Regions from separate parts of the Drosophila melanogaster genome. Here region 2 is linked to region 1. The links are chromatin contacts, called in public Hi-C maps. All regions are on one chromosome and are shown on one strand. The core of a region is the stretch at or near the end of the contact, and the rest is flanking DNA. Distances in the headings are between cores, read along the strand shown. Region 1 holds the start of NimA (Nimrod A). Region 2 holds the start of wb (wing blister).

The links. A called contact is a pair of places that touch in the nucleus more often than the background predicts.
Region 2: a Hi-C map of the Kc167 cell line shows a contact between it and region 1, with 1.7 times the contacts expected there. A contact is called at or near these places in 3 of 107 Hi-C or Micro-C datasets (the Kc167 cell line, the S2 cell line and embryo).

Annotation. Positions count from the first base shown.
Region 1 is chr2L:13,955,674-13,960,011 of dm6, forward strand. It overlaps NimA (Nimrod A), which reads left to right and starts at 1,866. Exons shown (of 5, transcript NM_135847.6): 1 at 1,866-2,479. The coding sequence starts at 2,177. It overlaps Ance-3 (Ance-3,), which reads left to right. Exons shown (of 9, transcript NM_001298988.1): 9 at 1-515.
Region 2 is chr2L:14,260,502-14,264,839 of dm6, forward strand. It overlaps wb (wing blister), which reads left to right and starts at 2,526. Exons shown (of 16, transcript NM_165086.3): 1 at 2,526-3,622. The coding sequence starts at 3,220.

The sequences.
Region 1 (4,338 bases), core at 616-3,115:
CACCTATAACTAAGTTGAACTTGAATCAATGCCAAAAAATACACACACACAATTCTAAAATTAAATAAACAAAAAAAAAAAAAAACAAGCAAATGTGACAAATTGCCCGACTGGCTCTGACTGCACCCTAAAAATTGCAACAAAACGAAAAGAAACTACGGATCTTGCTCGAATGCGCTATACCCCTTGATGAACTAATATATACAACAAATGAAATTATGTTAAGAAAGATGATTCATGAAGTAGATTCAGACACCTACTCGAAACATTAATTTCTTGTAAATTCCTGAAGATTTCGTTGATCCTGGCATGCAGCAATGTTCTTTCGAATACCCTCTTGCAAAACCAGTATCCAAATTGGTGAAGAGCTGAGTGGGATGGGGGGCATTTGAGGCAGCACCGAGTGGGATGGTGTGTGCAACCCATGCGGGTCATTGGAACTCCGGCGTCGCACGCACATTGCTCACTCATTTGGTGGGTTTTGTTGTTGCTGCTATGGTTGTTGCTTACAATTTAATCAAATAAAATAAATAAACGTGCTGCAATTTCATAGTTGTGCTTTTGTTTTCGCTGCAGCTGCTGCCCCGTCTGCGGTTTCTGATGGAGTCGCCAACTGGTTTTTTGTTGTGTATAAATTTGATTTAATAAATTGCAGCAGCAGCAACTTTGGTGTAAACAAGACAATCAACACTTGAGTGGGTTGGACGGGTGTTTGGGGCATATTATGGGGCGTTGCACGGTCATCTCGGTGGCATTGTTCTAAAGTTTATCAAAGAAATACGACACTTAAGCTAAGTAACTTGAGTGGTGCAGCTCACTTTCCGCATATTTCTAATCAACTTAAATGGAGATGATTTCAATGGCAATACGAAGAATGTGCAAAGCGATTTAAATCTGTTCAAGCGAGATAAGTAAGTATAATCCTGATTAAAATTACAAAATCGTACACACATTATTTTTAGCACAAATACAGCACGATTGCTTGCTTAAATCTGCCAGTGCTGACAACAAATTGAAAGTGATTTTATTGTATAAACAAATAATTGAGCAGGTGCTATATCCGCTTGTAATATTAAGTAGTCTAGTTAGTACCATTAAACAAAGATATAGTTTGTTGGTACTTGTTTTTTTTAGTCGTAAATTTAACTGCCATGTCTTGCACTTAAGTATTAATTACGTTTATGTTTATCGTAGATTTAATCTCACTCTTAAGTTAAACGCATTTTAATCTTGGCACTTTTAATCAAGCAACATATTTTCTTAGATTGAAAAGCAATATAATATACTAATTTATCGTTGATTAAATTTGATTTAGAACATATCTTGCAAATCTCAGTTTTGCCACCTAATACCCAGTTGTGGATCATCGCTTAATTGGGTCTGAAGAAAAGCGCAAGTCGATTTGAAATGAAATCAAAACAAAAGTGACTACGAAAACAACTGGCGTAGTCGCGTTTTTGCACCGCAATGACAGCCGCATGTTAAGGACATGATCAACATTTCAATTAGATGCAATCATCGCCCTCGCCGCAATCGCGGGGCTAGTGGGTATGGGGTGTAATCGCTTTGGGGAGTTGAGTTTCATTCACATGCAGTGGAGACTTCGCTGCTCACCGGCATGCTTTACATTTCACTTTCGCTTTGTAGAATTACCATGAATTGTAGAATTGGGTGTGCAGTGCGTACTTCCGCTCTCCGATCTCAAGTCCCTCGCCACCCCGGACGGCCTTTATTGGCTCGACGACAATTTGCAATGACTACTGTATTTTGTTGTAGCTTTCCGTAGTTTACTTTATTTCGTGAAGGAACATTCGGAGTGAGTAACAGAATCGCCGCCAACGGGGAAACAGTTTTTACGAGACTCGCGATCCAGACGTACACGCAGCGCACATCAAACGGTTTAAATTGATGGATGTAAGCGGATAAGATCCTCGTTTGGACCAGAACTAGATCAGAATATTAAATATTGTAGGAATGTGTTATGCGAATTAATAGTTCAAGGTCCTAAAAATAATAAACGGAGATGGGCAAAAGTGATTAAGGTTTTCGGGGTATCAAAAGAATTTTCATCAATTAAAAAAAATTTGCGATCAGTAATCATTGATGGATATGGTAAACGAGGAATAAAGTGAATGCCTTTCAGCTGTAAAAAGAAGTGAAATATAAAACAACAAATATGATAAGAGAAAAGCTATTCGGAAAACTGCTCCTCCTGCTTGCAATGGTTTTACCATTGGGATCAGGACAAAACAGCACCCTCAAGATCAACACAAACGTGAAAGATATTGAAGCTGGGGTTGTGGCTCTGCCCTCCATCCAGGGACCCGGGAACATCTGCATACGCGAGGAGCCATATGTGGAGCACGTCCAGGTGCCAGAGATGCAGCCGGTGCGTGTGCGGACCTCCAGTTGGTGCATGGAGATCCCGCCGAGATGCGCCACCTTCAAGACGGAAATGCGCGAGGTGATGAGGGTCCAGGTGAGTGAGTAGAGTAGTGAACTGATTTTGCCTCCGGATCAGGGAGCCTGGCAACTGGCCAAGTATCCAAATGGACGCAGGTGTTCCACTGCCGGCTCTGCCTTTGCGGGCATCTCTTGCGTCACCGCGATCCCAGCCAGTGGCAACACCTTCGCCGTGGCCACTTTTTCCACCATCCCGGGGAGCCTGCGCCACAAACCTGATTTCGAATTCGATTTGCCCAACCAGGAAGCCGCTCGCCACGATATCCATAAATTGCCCCGATTCGATGGCCGACTTTGATTACATTTCTCATATATATCGCTCGCTATATGGGTTCTGTCCGCCACCAGATGCATTGCGCAATTCTGGCCAATCTAAACGGGGTTTCCTGTCCTTCTCGTATGGAGAACGGAAGCCCCATGGATTGGATTTAGCGGCAGCTGTGCTTAACTGCAGGAGCTGCCGTTGCACTTTACTTGGTCAAGATGCAAGCGACCGGTTTTGACCTGTAGCATCTGAGGTGCCACGTGCGTCCTTGGCTGCCAAACTTCTTGAACTACTGGACACATGTGGCGTATACGCATTATGTATAAAGTGGTTCAAAGGTATTGTTAATATAATTATTGTTATGAAACAAATATTTAGAAATTTGAAAAGCAAAGTGTTTAATAGTGGTTATCAAATAGCAAACATCGTCAATTATTAATGTTTATTTAAATGGTCATTAATTACATCTTAAAAAATAAATAAAAGAACCAGCTCGCTTACATCACAATTTTGCGAATGTTTTTGTGATAAATGATGATAACTGATTCCCTATTAGCGTCAATCAATAGTTATTAATTTTAGGCAATTGTTTGGAGCAGACAAACAAACTATTAAATCCACAAAAACCACCGCCTGGCCATTTTCAACTGCGCAGTGGGAAAAGCGAGGAAAACAACGGCGGCGGCCAAGTGTTGACCAAGCATGGCCAGAATCCGGTTGCAGTTGCTCGATCCGAGGGGTCTAATCAGGCTCGGCTGGTTTATTTTATTATTTTCTATTCATTTATTTACTTTGCGCACTTTTTCGGTGGATACAGCGGGCGAATACGGGGGGGTTTGGAAAATAATTATGTCATGGTGTCAGTGATGGAAAGTGCAAATGAAAAGCGGAAAATCCAGCACTTATGGCCTGGCTGGATAGCCAGGCGGACCGATCTGCAATTGGGCATTAAGAGCTCCACTTGTATGCGGTGACTTGATGCCAAAGCTGTTGACACACTTTGGATTGCATCACTAAGCCGAGTTGCAAGCCATGACAAGAAGCAGCCAGTTTTGGCTTAGTTTATTTATTTTTTTTCCTCGGTTTCGTGTCTAATGATTTGTGAGATTTGAGATCGCTTGCGCTTGGCTCGAATTAATTTCATAATTATTTTAATTGGAGCTCTTCAGGTGTTTGAAGAGAATCGCCTTAACGGCCAGCACCTCAAAAAGCATTTTTCTTCGATTGACGCAACAATTTTTTTTAACCCTGTCGCTTGCATTCCTGGCGATTTTGGTCAACGCCTGCTTGGCCAACACTCCGATTTTGGTTAGAAAATGTAGCCACTAATTTGCCAATTTAATTTAATTAATTAACATCGAGGTGTACGCCTTAAGAAGTTCGAGTGTAAGTGGAAAAATAAATTTGATCTCTGGACTGGCTGTAACTTGAGCCAGCAAAGTGCCGCACGATTGTCGATAGCTTTCCAAAGGAGAGATGTGATTACAGCTGTGATTGATGGGCAACCACATTTCCACTGGCAAGGGGTGTAGTATTATAGGGTGGCCATGCGGTTATTGGAGTACGAAATGAACAAATTGCTCAACTTGTATTCAATTACTATTTGTGGC
Region 2 (4,338 bases), core at 1,276-3,775, 310 kb after region 1:
CGATGCCTTAGTTTTGATTAGGAGGCGGCTATTAGAAAATTGAATATACCTGTGGATGTGGAATTGCCTCTTGGACTGGCTGTGTGTGAAAGTAGTTAGCAAGAGGTTGCAATATGATTTTAATCTTGTAAGTGGTTGGGAAATTGCCAGAACCTTGCCAACGATCGTGTATTCTTACTAGGAATGGTAAGTGCCATGATTGCTGGGCAGTAAGTAAGTAAGCAAGCTACAAATAATGGTTACTAACTACATTTTAAGCATTAAATTGATGATACATACATATATCCACCATGCCATATGAATCCTGAACCGAAAGAACCCTATATCCACAATATTCCATAAATAAATAATATAATAAGTAAAGTGATTGCAAACAGGAAGTCCTGTCGTGCGTTGATCGCATTCCTAAGCCACAGCAACCTTCCTTCCAGGAACTCCTTTTTTGGAACTCGAATGCTACCTCCTTCCTTTTCAGTTCCTAACCCTTTTTGGTGCACTTGTGCCAAACAATTTGTAAGCCATCATTTCAATTAAGATGCATAAATCACGCCGAAATCAGCAGCCTCATCAGGGCAGCGGCAACAACATCATCATCGCCGCCGCCGCCATGATTATCCTCCGCATACTCATCGTTATCCTCAAGTACGTCGGGCACTTAAAGCCGGGCATGCGCACAAGCTGAAGAAAAAAGAAAAACCCTTTTATTTCCTTCCAATCTCTCGTTCGGGCTCGTTTCATTCGATGCCGCCTTGGGTTTTGGTATTCGATTCTGTTAAACGAACCAATTTAAACGGCGCATCGACAATGGATAAAGTGCCAGAAGTGTGTGCGGGTGTGCCAGAAGGCTGGGCAACTCTCGATTCCCAATCCTTTGCGAGGGCCAAAGGGATCGACAATTGCACCTCTTTTAGCCGGCTCGTGAAACTGCTGTTTCACGCTTCAACAAATGCTCTTCGAGCCAGAGCAGCAGCAACAGCAGCAAAGGCATCAACAAATTGCAACACAGATAAAAAGAGGGGATGCCCATTCTGGATTCCTTGCTTATTTATGAGTTTCGAACTTCAACTAAACGAAGGGCATACATCCTAATTTGTACAATGTATATCTTGCGACTTAAAATAAAAGAAAAATTTAAGTAAATGTAATGCGAATTTTTAAAACAGCTAAAGTTAACAAAGAAAATCTATAGATATTTATTCTCAGAATCTTGAAACAATAAATTGCATTTAATTTGGGGAATGTAGAACCCAGAACATCGTCTACCTGTGCTTTTCCCACCCTTCAATGCCCTGCAAACTGGCAAATGAAACGCAAACTTATTAGGAAGAATGAGGTATTTATGTAAGGGCCACACGATTGGGCTGCAAATAACCGCGGGCAACATGAAACGTGCGCCACCGTAAAACGTCCAATGAGTATGGTCGTATTAGCAGGAAATATCTTTCAGATATCTTTTGGGAACCATTCAAACTGGCGTTAAGTGCCTCAATTCGCTCCACTCGCCAGGGGCTCTTTTCACCTGTTGAAATGCCGTGACGACGTTACAAAAGCACCGCAGGATAATCAGAAATGACCGTAGGACATCGAGGGTCAGAACAAAGTAGCGGCAAAAAGGTCGGAACCCTCAATGCGAAACTGTCAAAACTGATATAAAGTGGAAAACATGTGGCGAAGGCTGGAAAGGAAAACAAGCGACGGACAACAAAGGCGGTTCAAGTGCAAGGTGCTCGCAGGACTACAAATGTTTTTTTTTAGCACCCCGGGAATTTCCCGACTCCTGGCTCGGCCACTTGCAGCCTGTTTACCTGCTAAAGTTAAACGATTTGGCTTGCAACATTCACCAGAGCAACAGGTAAATCAGCAAACTCACCTTTGTGGATCGTAACTTGCCCTGATAGCGATGTAAATAAATCAGCTGATAAGCTGGCATTGAACTATGGAAATAGTGAAGTAAATAGGAAATGCAAAGGGTTACCTGATTAATTGTTAAGACAAACTCGCAGTATATTTACACTTAAAGGTTTGTATAAAAATTCCTTTAAATTTATGCTTTAGATTAAGATAAACAAATTAAATACTGTTTTCAGTTTAAATTGACAAATTCTAGACTCAGTTTTGGAGGTATCCTAAGATCATAACACTTATCCCTAATTATTCACAGTGTAAACTCTCCTCGGGCAAAGGTCATGCAGTTTATTATCGGCCAAGATCAATAAAGCATGTACCTAATTAGAAACCATAACCCATTCCTAGGTGTTAGATTTCCCAGAAGGCCAATGCCACTTCCTCTTGGCTCTGCACTCTTGTTTCATTTATGTCTTCAATGTGCAAACTCAAACATTATTAATAATATCATTCCTGTAAATATACATTTTTTGTATATGTAAGTTTTCATCATAGAAAAGGAATAGCTTTCCATCTTTAGAAACATCTGAACGAAGTGCTGCAAAAGGAACAAGCCGCCGAATGCGATCCACAAGGTCCACACTCTCACGGATCTGGTCTGAAGTGCAGCGCTTGCGATCAGTTCGTGTTTGACGGTCGTTTGCGTAGGAAGCAAGACACGCGACGGGTCTCGAGTGCTGTGCTTTGCCTGTGCGATGGCTGGATTCTAGATGATAGTGCGTTCGAATAGTGCGGCCGCTGCTCTGGCGATTTATTTATGTGTCATAAAATTAAACGGCAATTATGCGATAAGCCACTGCTAATAAATAAGTGAATGCAAAATTCTGTATGCCATTTCCGAGTTTCCCTGCAACGCAAGATCGATTTTTGTTCACTTTTTACACTTCACGTCGAGGATACGAAAATACGAAAATAGCTGGCGAGAAAAATGTTTGCTTGTCGCTGAGCAGGAAAGTGGGAAATGTGTCTGAAACAAAAATAAAATTAAATAGCGCAAAAATCTTGAAGTAGCAAAGTTGCAAGAAGTCTACGCAAAATCGAGCAAATAAAGTGAAAGATTCGCAAGAGCAAATGCGTAAAAAAGTGGAGAAAAAATTCGAGCGGAAATCGTAAATGATTTGAAAAAGAAATAATACAAAAAAAAAGAACAATCTGTGCAGTGAAAATAAAAAATATTATGAATGAAAATACCAAGGAATAAGTGCCTGCATCTCAAGTGGTTTTATTAAAAGAGCACAGAAAATATATCCAAGTTCAAAGTCGAACGGAATATAATGTGTCATTAGTGATCGTAGTGCATTCAGTTCGTCCAGCATGCAAATCGGAAATTTTATCAAATGGCCACTGGGCCTGATCCTCATCCTGCTGGTCACCCACTGTCAGGCCAAAAGGCAGCGGAAACGGTTGCGTGGATTCTCCACTGCCAAGGACCTACAGGATTATAGCATGCCGCTCAACGACAACTCCACGGAACTCCAGCAGAACATTGTGTCCTGGACAGGAGCTCGAATTGCGTCGAGTCCCGATAAGAAGAAGAAGTCACCGCAATCATCGAGACGTCACAAAACCAAAAGTGGCCTGATCATTGAAAGTAACATTGCCGACTCGGAATCGATGTTGGCTATTGCCTCCTCGGAATCCGTCACCAAGAAGAAGCCGCCGCAGCGTCGTCGCAACGGAAAATTACAGAAATCCGGAGGAGGAGCAGGAGGTGGAGGTAAATGTCTATAACTATGGATAGGCTCTTCTAAATATGGTTCCCTGATCGATTGTGCAGCACCAGAAGTTGCTCGCATTGCTCGCCATCAGTTTCCTGGTCGCTGGTCGTGTTTCTGCCATATTTGGCCGCTCAAGTTGAAAGAACTTTCATGTGAAAGTTGTGACAGGAGGAAGAGATTCTTTAATTTTCCTGAGCTGCTCTTTATTTGTATTTTTTTTTTTTTTTTTTTTTTTTTTGAAATTCTATACGTTATTACGTGAGAGGTCCAGTTATGGTCCGGCTATGCTGCAGTGGTTGTCGCCAGGTCTTTGGTCGTTGGCACATAGTTGCCCTGGCCTTGTGTTGCCTTTGTTGTCGTTAGTTGGAAAAAAAAAACTTGGCTTTTTGTTATGTGAACTTTGCCTATTAGGAATATGAATCGCCTCGTCGGCTTCGACCAACTGTGAGATGATAGATCTCTGGTTATGGCAGTGTGAACTCTGGTTAGTTGGCGAAAACAAAGTTTACGATGAATGTGTACTTAGACTTCTTGAATAGCTGACAACGTAATAAACACAAAGTTCTGAAATTATATAAATTCAATGAGTTCACAATAATTGTAATACAAAACATGATCTTGATAAGGGTAATAACTACTAGGAATAAGTAATATATAAGAACATGCGCATTTCAACGACCAATATTATATGTTAAAATTCCCAGACTGGTTCCAA